Linked DNA regions of Mus musculus: regions 1 and 3 are each linked to region 2. Evidence: chromatin contacts called from public HiChIP or PLAC-seq and Micro-C data. All regions are on one chromosome and are shown on one strand. The core of a region is the stretch at or near the end of the contact, and the rest is flanking DNA. Distances in the headings are between cores, read along the strand shown. Region 1 has its middle 17 kb from the start of Gm25080. Region 2 holds the start of Ddit4l (DNA-damage-inducible transcript 4-like). Region 3 has its middle 5.0 kb from the start of Gm4861.

Region 1 (3,209 bases), core at 79-2,578, 110 kb after region 2:
CCTGAGCTAAGCCAAGTTAGCAAATGGGATCCACAAAATTAAAGATTTTCGGCAAGGCAAAGGAAACAATCAGTAAAATGAAGAGACGGACTCTACGTGGGTTATAATTCCAAGTCTACAAATAATTTCAAAAGCTCAATAACAAACAAATCATCTAGCCAATAAATGGGCTAATTAGCTAGACAGGAAATTTCCAGAGAAAGAAATGAAAAGGCCAATAAATGTCTGGAAAGGTGTTCAACATCCTTAGCCATCAAGAAAGCACAAATTCAAACTGCCCTGAGAGTTCAATTTACCACAGTCAGAATGACTTTCATCAAGAAAACTGATGACAGCCTGCCAAAGTACTGAGACTAAATGGTTGTTGAATGCCAGCCATAAATGAGTCCTCTCTGTCACCTCCACCAAGGCTCAGGGGACATCATGGAAGATGGGGCAGAAAGAACCTAAGAGTCAGGAGTGAGGGAAGCCAGGGTTGAAGCTCTGAGTTCTGAGCAGCACAGCACTGTGATTGTGTATGCACAATTTCCACACAGAGCTGACCCATCAGCACCCTGATACAGAAGGGGGAGAGGCTATGTCCCCCCACCCCACCCCCAATTTCCTGAGGATTTCTGTGTGGTTAAAGGTGACTCATGAGGAAAAGACATTTTCATTTGTGGTAAGGAGCACTGTCTTGAGGTAAACAGTGCCTTACCCATGCTCCTGCAAACGATGCTAATAAACCCCCCCTCTCGCTCTACACACACACATACACACACACACACACACACACACACACACACAAAATTGCCTTAAGACTAGTAAACTTAAACATATGCTAACTTTTGTGGTGCAAACCTTGCTCCTTAATTTGAAATTAGTGGCTAAATAAAGATGTCTACAGCCTGTAACTGGACAGAAGAGGGGTAGACGGGACTTTGGTTCCCCTGGCTTGTGGTCAGAAGCAAAGACCAGGAGTAGAGAGGAAGAAGGAAGAAGTCACCATGGGGTAGATGGATTGTGAGGACATGGCCATGAAGCTCGGCCTGTTGAAGTAGGAGTGGCTCAGGCAGAACATGGCAAGTGATAGCTCAGGATAATTGACAGGGGAGTAGACAAAATAGCACACAGGGCTGATACCTGCCCAGCTCTAGTGTGTTAAGGGTTATTATAAATATAAAGGTTTTGTGTCTTTTATTTGGGAACTAAATGATCTAAGGTGGGTCAGAAACCTAAGTAATTTTTACCACAACACACACACCTTCCACTTACCCACCCTTGGTGGAGTTTGCCTAGCCGATTGGACTTTTTCATTCTTCTCACATCTGTTAGCAGTTTCTTGGTACCAACTACAGTTCTCATTCTGCTGACATCCACTCCTGCTCTGGCTGACATCATCGTTTCAACCCTTAGTCTCCTGTGGATCTCTAAACTCCAGGCGACACAGAGAAACTTTGATTCACCCCTCTCAAAACTCCTCTTCCTAGACTTGAGTTTTAAAAGAAGCACTTTCCCCCCATACACACCCCCACCCGGTAGGAAAGAAAAATCCCTTGCCTGTCTACAACTTTCTGAACACATTCTGTCTCTTTAAGAAAAACTATTAGACGAGGGTACAGAGTCAGTTTTCCCCTTTGCAAGATTTTTTTTTTTTCAGTTCTGAGATTGAACTGAAAGCCTCTCGCATGCTGAGCTACACCTTCAGCCCTTGTTTTGATTTTTGTTTTAACAGAGGCTCTTAATACAATCCCCACAATGGCCTTGAACATTTGATCCACTTGCTTCAGCCTCCTAAGTAGTTGAACTTATAGGCCTATGTCACCAGGTCTTGGGTTTCTTTGCACATCCCATATGGGCAGTTTTTATTAATACATAATGAATCAACTAATATAGCTCACACCAGCATTTGCTGCTCGCTACTCTGAGCCCTTATAGGGCATTTAACATCTTGTCTAATGGGCTACTTATAGTTCCAGTTCTTCTTCAAGATAGTTTTTTTTTAAAAAAATGGAAAACATTTGTTAAGGAATGAATAATAAGATGACTTTATGTGCCTTATATTCAAAACAAAATGAATTGGCTGTGCATGGTAGTGCTTGCTTTCAGTCCCAGCACTCTGTGGCAGATGCAGACCCAGTTCAAGGCCAGTTTGGATAATGCAGTGAGTTCCAGGCCAAGCAGGACTATATACAGAGACCCTGACTCAAAGCGAAAGGAAAAAAAAAAAAAAAAGATAAAGTAAATACATAAGCAAACATGAAAAAAGTATCAACAATAATTTAGACATCTCAGTTGTTTTCTACGCAAATCACTGCTGTTTAGAGAAAAACACAACATTGGTACAAATAAGATAGGACTGTGTCAGGTTAGCTTGACACATAAAGCCTTGAGGGTGTGGACGTCACACAAAAATATTCAAACAAACAACTTTGAAACACCAACACCCAAATCTGTACCATATGCCAAATTCAAACTGTTCTACATTGGCCAATAAGCAATTGTACATTTCCTCTTCAGGAGGCTGTTTGCCTCCAGCTGTTTACCACAGCAGCTTTCCACACCACAGTGTTTATTTGGGAAAATACTTCTATAATTGTTCATAAATTTTTCAACTAAGATTATATATAAACTTGGGGGCGGGCGCTGTATTTGTCAAAACACGTGTTTATTGGACAGAGCTCACAGTCAAACTTGCATGGGCAAAAAGAGGCTGTTTGATGAGCCTGGTAGCACACATCTGTAATGAGATTGAGGTATAAGAATTGTCGAGGAATTCACAGCCAGCCTGGGCTACGTTAGGAGCCCACAGCAAAGGCTGGGATACATAGTGGAATTTTGCCTCAAAACAAAATAAAGCACAGTGCAAGGACATAGAAGAATCCCATAGTGATTAGGTCTGTCCACAGAAGAGCCTGAAAATGAAAAACTTCTCTAGACCCCATTCATCAAACATCTCTTTACTGAACTCTGATGGCCTCCAAGAAGTTGCAATGAACAAACCAAACAAGGAGCCTGTCTGCATGGCACTAGCCCTTCAGTAAGAGACAGAAGCAATGGAAAGGAATCAATGCCACTATGGTGCCTAGGACCAATGGGGAAGTGAACAGGTAGGATGATTAAATACAAATGAGGTACCACCTTGGAGATGGAGTTACCAGCGCATCCTCTCTGGGGATAGGAGGGTAAACCAAGATGTCAAGAAGGAGAAGGAGCCAGATGCACAAAGA
Region 2 (2,906 bases), core at 222-2,721:
GACTAGATAAGGACCAGCGGCTCTGTAGCAGCTAAAGGACCCATTCTAACCGGCTTAAATGGGATTGCTTGTTTTCCACTTTTGTTATTAAAATAGAAGTGGAAATCTGCTTTCCCCAGCCTATCAGCATCCCGTGCCTGAGCCTGCCTGACCTTGAGCAGTGCAGCTGCTTCGGGAGAGTTAAAAATGGACCTTCAAGCTGGCTTTAGTTTCTGTTGCTCTGCCTGCAAGTGTCCTCCCACTGATCTGTTTATCACACTCTCTTTACCACTTTTGTTGTTGTTTTTCCTTCTGAGAGTTTTTTTAGCCTGGACAGCGGATCCTACTTCTCAAGGCCCTAACCTGCAGGTCCTTCCTTGCACGTGGGGACCCAAAGTGTGCGGGAGTGGTGCTGGAACCTGGCCTTGAATGAGGTTCACCCTCACCCCAAGTATCTCGGTCTCTTCCTTTTCTGATCCACCTCAACCATCTCAGCAACCTCAGCAACCTCGCTGGGAACGCCCACCCATTGCAAACCCTGTGCCACTGGCGCAGGGCAGCAGGAAGGGTGGCTTAGTAAAGTTAGAAGAAAACGTTTGGCATCGTGCTTTTAGTGGTGTCCCAGACCCTCTGTTCCCTCTTGCTCAAGACTCCCCGGAAAGAGTCGCAGAGCTTATCCTAGCAGGACAACTCTTTATTCTCATGCCCCACAAGCTTTTTAAAGACCACTAAAGCTTAAACTTCTTCCCAAACAAGCCCACCGGGAACTTTTGCTTCTGGGAATGGCAATTGCTCCTAACTATCCTGCGGCTGGAGCAGGCAACTGAGATCCTGTTAGTGGTTTTGTTTAGTTTCTTGGCACTGGCCCTCTTCAATTCAAGTTCTGTGCCTTTCGAAGCCAGGTCTTAGAACAGGGCCAGGCTCGCCCTGGCCGCGGAGAAAAACGGTTTAGTCACAGATGTAGTATCCCCAAAGATGCCCCATTGATTCCTGAGTGCAGCTGAAGCTAGAGAGCCCTTACCACATCCCGACCACCTGCGGGGAGACTGGGTGCGGACTGGAGCTGATGGGTTAGAGTCAGAACATGGGCATAAAGGATGCTCACAGAGCACAGTGTCAACTAAGCCAAATACTTATTCAGAATGACACAGCAAAGTTTTGGGTCATGCCTAACAGGACCTGGAGCTTCTAGCTGCTTGAAAAGTTCCATAGCCAAAACCTGAGCAGTCTGAGCCTGGAAGCAGGCAAGCTGTGGGCAGGGGCTCACGCCAAAGAATCTAGGTTAGTGGCCGAAGGGAGATGCTCTTTAGGAGGGTGACCAGTGGCCAACTCAGGGTGACCAGTGGCCAACTCAGGAAGCAGCAGGTGTCCGCCCAAGGCGAGGCTGATCACCAACTCCCAGGGGCTTGCCTGGGCCCCTGCCTGGGAAGGAACTGAAAGGTGACCTGACCCTGCAGGGGCGGGCCGGGGCACGGGCCCGAGCGAGTGGCGCAGGTGGGCGTGCCGGCCAGGAGGAGAGGCGGGACCTATAAAGCGCTCTCCATTCGGGAGGCGGAGCGGCCGGGTGCAGCCTGTGCTGGTGGGCGCGGTGGCCCGCAGCCTTCGGCTTGCTGCAGGACTGTGCAGGGGACCACTGTCCAAGCTTCGGACTACTGAGGGGCGCCTGCCTCGGTTTACCCTTCAGCGTCTGGTGAAATCCGGCAGGTGAGCGACCCGAGGAGGCGGGATAGGGCAGGGTCGCTTCCCAGTTGTGCTGACTTTCCAGCTACTTCCAGCCTGTTGGCTTTAGTTGGCGCCTCCGCTCCTAGGGCTTTGTCAACTTGAGTTGCTAAGGCTGGTCCCTCCCTTTGGAAGGGCAGTGCCCGGGCTAGTTCGCCCTGGCGATGCCGGGACTCTGAGGAGCCTGTGCACTTCTTGCGTGCTTTTGCAAACTTCTCACTTTTTCCTCCCAGCGCCTAGGGAAAGATCCGTTCTGCTCCGCGAGGGAAACAGAGCCGTTGACCATGGTTGCAACGGGCAGTTTGAGCAGTAAGAACCCGGCCAGCATTTCAGAGTTGTTGGACGGTGGCTATCACCCTGGGAGTCTGCTAAGTGGTGAGTCTCTGGGCTGTCCACCTCTTTCCTATCCGAAGGTTGCGGGGCCCCTCTCTAGTGTAAGCGTCCCTGCCTGAGTGCGCGAGACTTCATCTCCTCCTAGAGACACAGAGGACTATGAAACCCATCTGAGATCTCTTTCTAAACTTCCTTTGCATTGTCTGCCCACCAAAAACAAACGTAAGGGGAATAATGCGTTGTTCCAGTCTGCTAAGAGGCTCTTGGGGATGAAGTTCCCTATCTCATGGTTGGAACATTAAGTGTACAGGCTGGGTGTGTTTAAAGACATGCGCTTACTTGTGTAGCTAGCACCACCACGTCCGTCCCCCCTCCCCCCCCCCCCCCAAATTCTCCCTTTTCTGTTTGCCACCTAATCCTTCTCTTTCCCGTCTCCAGAAGACCATCCTTCGGCATTTTGTTACCACGTTAGTTTTGCTTTTAGAATGTTAAATAATAAGTGTATATGCTCTTCTCAGTTCGGTTTGCTTTCCCACCGTGTGATGTTGTAGAGTTATACACTTACCTCATCAGTGAGTTCCTTTTCGTTGCTAAGTAAGATTCTATTATGAAATGCACCCACTGTGCATTAATGTCAGAAGAAAACTTGAACAGCCCTGGTTCTACAGGAATCATCATTTGCAACTTGAAACGTCAATTTCTAATCTGACAGACTATTCAACTATGGAAGAGTGGTGTGAGCATATATTAAGTGGCTTAAGCTCTTTAGATTTTCTTCATCTATAAGATAATATTATAATTCTAAATTTGTCTGTCTTCAATGTGGATAAAAATACAGATATGATTTGGAATCTATTTGTTGGAATTTAAAAAAT
Region 3 (3,022 bases), core at 288-2,787, 76 kb before region 2:
TACTTCCATATGGTAGCCCATCACTGAAGTCAGGACAGGGACCCAAACAGGGCAGACACTTGGAGGCAGGAGCTGATGCAAAGGTTATGGCTTGCTTCATAGTGCTCACTCATTCAGCTTTCTTATAGGATCCAGAACCTCCAACTTGAGAATGGCCTCACCCACAATGCTCTGGGCCCTCCCACATCAACCACTAGTTAAGAAGATGACAGATAGGCTTGCCTACAGCCCAATCTTATGGAGGCATTTCCTCAATTGAAGCCCCCTCCTCTCTGATGTGCCAAGTTGATAGAAAATTAGCCATCACACCTAACAGATACATGTCACTCTGAGTGCAGCCAATAATCATTGTTGTGATACATTATGGAAGGGGAAGCATTGGCCACCAAGAGAGAGTAAGGATAAATTTTCTGAATGTCTTCTGTGGATGTTTTTGAAAGAGCCGTAAATACTATCAATGGGATGGGATGGCACTGTGCGCTGAATCAACAAATACTTAAAACTGCTTAGCCATTAACTTATGTATTTAGACTGTGTGTGTGTGTGTGTGTGTGTGTGTGTGTTTGCATGTGTGTAGGTGTAGGTGTAGGTACACACTTGGAGATGTCCTCTTCGATTTCTCTCCACCTTTTCTGCTTTCTACTATGAGACAGGGTTTTGACTGTGTTTGAAGCTCAGACTCAGTACTATGACTGACCACCAAACCCAGAGATTCTCTTGTCTCTGCCTCCGCAGCACTGGGCTTACAGACCTGTACCATTATATTCATCTGTTTACATGTGTGATAAAGACCAAAGGTCCTCATTCTTGCCGTCAGAACTTTGTCCACTCATCCTACCTCCCAAGCTCTGCTCTGTATCTTGAACCACTGCAACACAGAGAGACTAGCATAGAAAAGCACAACCAATCAGAATGTAGAGGTGTGGGGTTCAGTCCTAATGGACACATCTACAAAACAACTGCACATTGCTGATCATTGGTGCGGCGGTGGTGGGGAGCCATTTTCTTTAAGGGCGTGGCCCCTGGTAGGTCCATCATGCTCCAGTGAATGGCCCCACACCAATGAATAGACATTCAACACAAATTAGTTATTAATTTCATACTTAATTAATTTAATAATGTATTAAATGAAAACCAATAAGAGAACAGCAAATTGGGGTGGATCTGGGATTTGGGGTGAATATTATCAAAATATATCCTATGAAATTGTTAGACTTAATAAAACTATGTATCTAAAACTTTGGTTGTTGTATAAACATGGAAAGTTGTATGATCGGACTGCTTAGTTTGTGCACTGGAATTCGCAGCCACTGAGCCCAGTGCACTACTGGTTCTTAGATGCCTCGTTTGCCTTTCCACTGCCAGAGCTAATGGCTTCATTCCCGGCTTAAATTTCTGTCCTCCTGTTAGGTGCCAGTATCCCAGCAAAGATCTGTTTTTTACAAAAGGAAAGTCAAATCGTTACAAATGTCCTGCTATTCTTGTGAGTCTGTGTCCCGCTGTGCGCTGGCCTCCCTTTGAAAGGCTGCACGGAGGATGAGAAGGAAGTCAATGGAGATTCTCCTGTGATGCAAACACTGAACAGAGGCCCCCCGCCACCTGGAACCCTGTGTCCTGCTGTTCTGCTTTTAGTAGTTCTGCTTGCAGTACTCCTTTGAAGTGTGTCCAAATGAGACTGTAAGTCACGAACACAAGCTGCCCCACACGCTCCGGGACCAAGACACACTCTTGTTCTCCCGTGTCTCATCTAAGGAATGTTTTAGCTTTTAAAGAAAAACTTACTCATGCTTCAAAGATGATATTTTCTCGGCAACTGGGAAGGCAAATTCTTGGGGGAAGAGAGAGTGGAGGGAGATGCTGACCACTCCGGTCCCTCAGGAGGTCCCTTTTCAGGTCACTTTCACCAATTAGCTCCCAAGGATCCTTGCTGACAGCAATTTATAGATGAAAATCCAAACCAAATGAGACCCAGCTGTGAGACAAAGGCTTCTGTGGTAAAAACCAGAGAACAGAGTGGAAGCTTTCTGGGAAAAAAATGTTTGGGAACTCCTCTAAGCAGCCCAGGAGGCCGGCTCTCTGGGGAATATGCTGCCTCGCTCAAGCTGTTTCCATTCTTGCTCCTTGGCTTTTTCTCCGCAGCCTGGTTCAGCTTTCTGCACGGAGCTCTGAGTCCCTTGGCCTTGAAGACTGAGCCTGAGCTTAAAAGCTAACACTTATTCCACCTAACCTCTTTGCCTTCTGGGTTTGTCCATATGAAAAGGATACAGAAAAGGTCTCAGGCAGAACTCTGAGGGAAAAGTCAGGCAAATAGAACGATAAGCTTCATGAATGGATATTGCTTTCAGTCTATGTCCAAGGCAAGGTTATCCGTTAATTTGGAAAAAAACAAAAACAAAAACTCAATTTTGATAACGGAGACTCTGTATGCTTTTAAAAATGATGAGGTGACCGCTGAGTGACTAAAGTGCTTCCTGCACAAGCAGAAGGACCTGTGTTTGGATCCCCAGTGCCTGTGTTTTTAAAAGTCCAGAAACAAAAACAAGTCTGAGTCTCAGTTCTTGAGACTCAGAGACAGGTAAACCGCTGGACCCCACTGGCCAATTGCTGAACTCCATTTTCAATGAGAGACCCTGTCACAAATGAAAGAAAGAAAGAAAGAAAGAAAGAAAGAAAGAAAGAAAGAAAGGAAGGAAGGAAGGAAGGAAGAAAGAAAGAAAGAAAGAAAGAAAGAAAGAAAGAAAGAAAGAAAGAAAGAAAGAAAGAAAGAAAGGAAGGAAGGAAGGAAGAGGGGAAGGGAGAGAAGGAGGAGAAAGAGAGGTAGGAAAGGAAGAAGGAAGGGGAGAGAAAGAGAGAGAAATAGAGAAGTAATTGAAGAAGATACTTCACACTTCACATTGACCTCTGGCCTTCACAGGAGTGAGCATTTACCTACACACACACACACACACACACACACACACACGACTCCTTAGTCCCATGATTACTGAGTTTTAGTTATACTAGGAGAATCAAATTCTTTGTA

What was found. Hi-C and Micro-C count contacts between places; a contact is called where the count stands out from the background. HiChIP or PLAC-seq counts read pairs in DNA pulled down with a chosen protein or histone mark.
Region 1: a Micro-C map of granulosa cells shows a contact between it and region 2, with 2.9 times the contacts expected there. The contact joins the enhancer-like site here to the promoter of Ddit4l in region 2. A contact is called at or near these places in 3 of 39 promoter capture datasets (embryonic stem cells, hippocampal neurons and trophoblast stem cells), 14 of 484 Hi-C or Micro-C datasets (the C2C12 cell line, adipose-derived mesenchymal stem cells, embryonic fibroblasts and 7 more), 1 of 115 datasets of contacts at active chromatin or transcription factors (astrocytes) and 3 of 9 other capture datasets (adipose tissue, embryonic stem cells and liver).
Region 3: a contact with region 2 is called in an H3K27ac HiChIP or PLAC-seq map of neural progenitor cells, with 2.9 times the contacts expected there. The contact joins the enhancer-like site here to the promoter of Ddit4l in region 2. A contact is called at or near these places in 5 of 39 promoter capture datasets (3T3-L1-derived adipocytes, the HPC-7 cell line, embryonic stem cells and 2 more), 9 of 484 Hi-C or Micro-C datasets (cerebral cortex, embryonic fibroblasts, embryonic stem cells and 3 more), 5 of 115 datasets of contacts at active chromatin or transcription factors (embryonic stem cells, epiblast stem cells, neural progenitor cells and 1 more) and 5 of 9 other capture datasets (adipose tissue, embryonic stem cells, liver and 2 more).

The regions. Positions count from the first base shown.
Region 1 is chr3:137,730,868-137,734,076 of GRCm38.p6, forward strand. No RefSeq gene overlaps it. Among named protein-coding and RNA genes, the nearest start is that of Gm25080, 17 kb to the left of the region's middle. Within about 2 kb of position 1,329, at least 2 of the 459 cell types and tissues checked have an H3K27ac peak or open chromatin away from gene starts, as enhancers often do. A contact at or near this core is called in granulosa cells, where this site is marked.
Region 2 is chr3:137,622,201-137,625,106 of GRCm38.p6, forward strand. Ddit4l (DNA-damage-inducible transcript 4-like) reads left to right here and starts at 1,472. Exons shown (of 3, transcript NM_030143.4): 1 at 1,472-1,683; 2 at 1,932-2,073. The coding sequence starts at 1,983.
Region 3 is chr3:137,546,139-137,549,160 of GRCm38.p6, forward strand. It overlaps a transcript of Gm4861 not described here. Among named protein-coding and RNA genes, the nearest start is that of Gm4861, 5.0 kb to the right of the region's middle. Within about 2 kb of position 1,538, at least 77 of the 459 cell types and tissues checked have an H3K27ac peak or open chromatin away from gene starts, as enhancers often do. A contact at or near this core is called in adipose tissue, cerebral cortex, forebrain and 2 more, where this site is marked.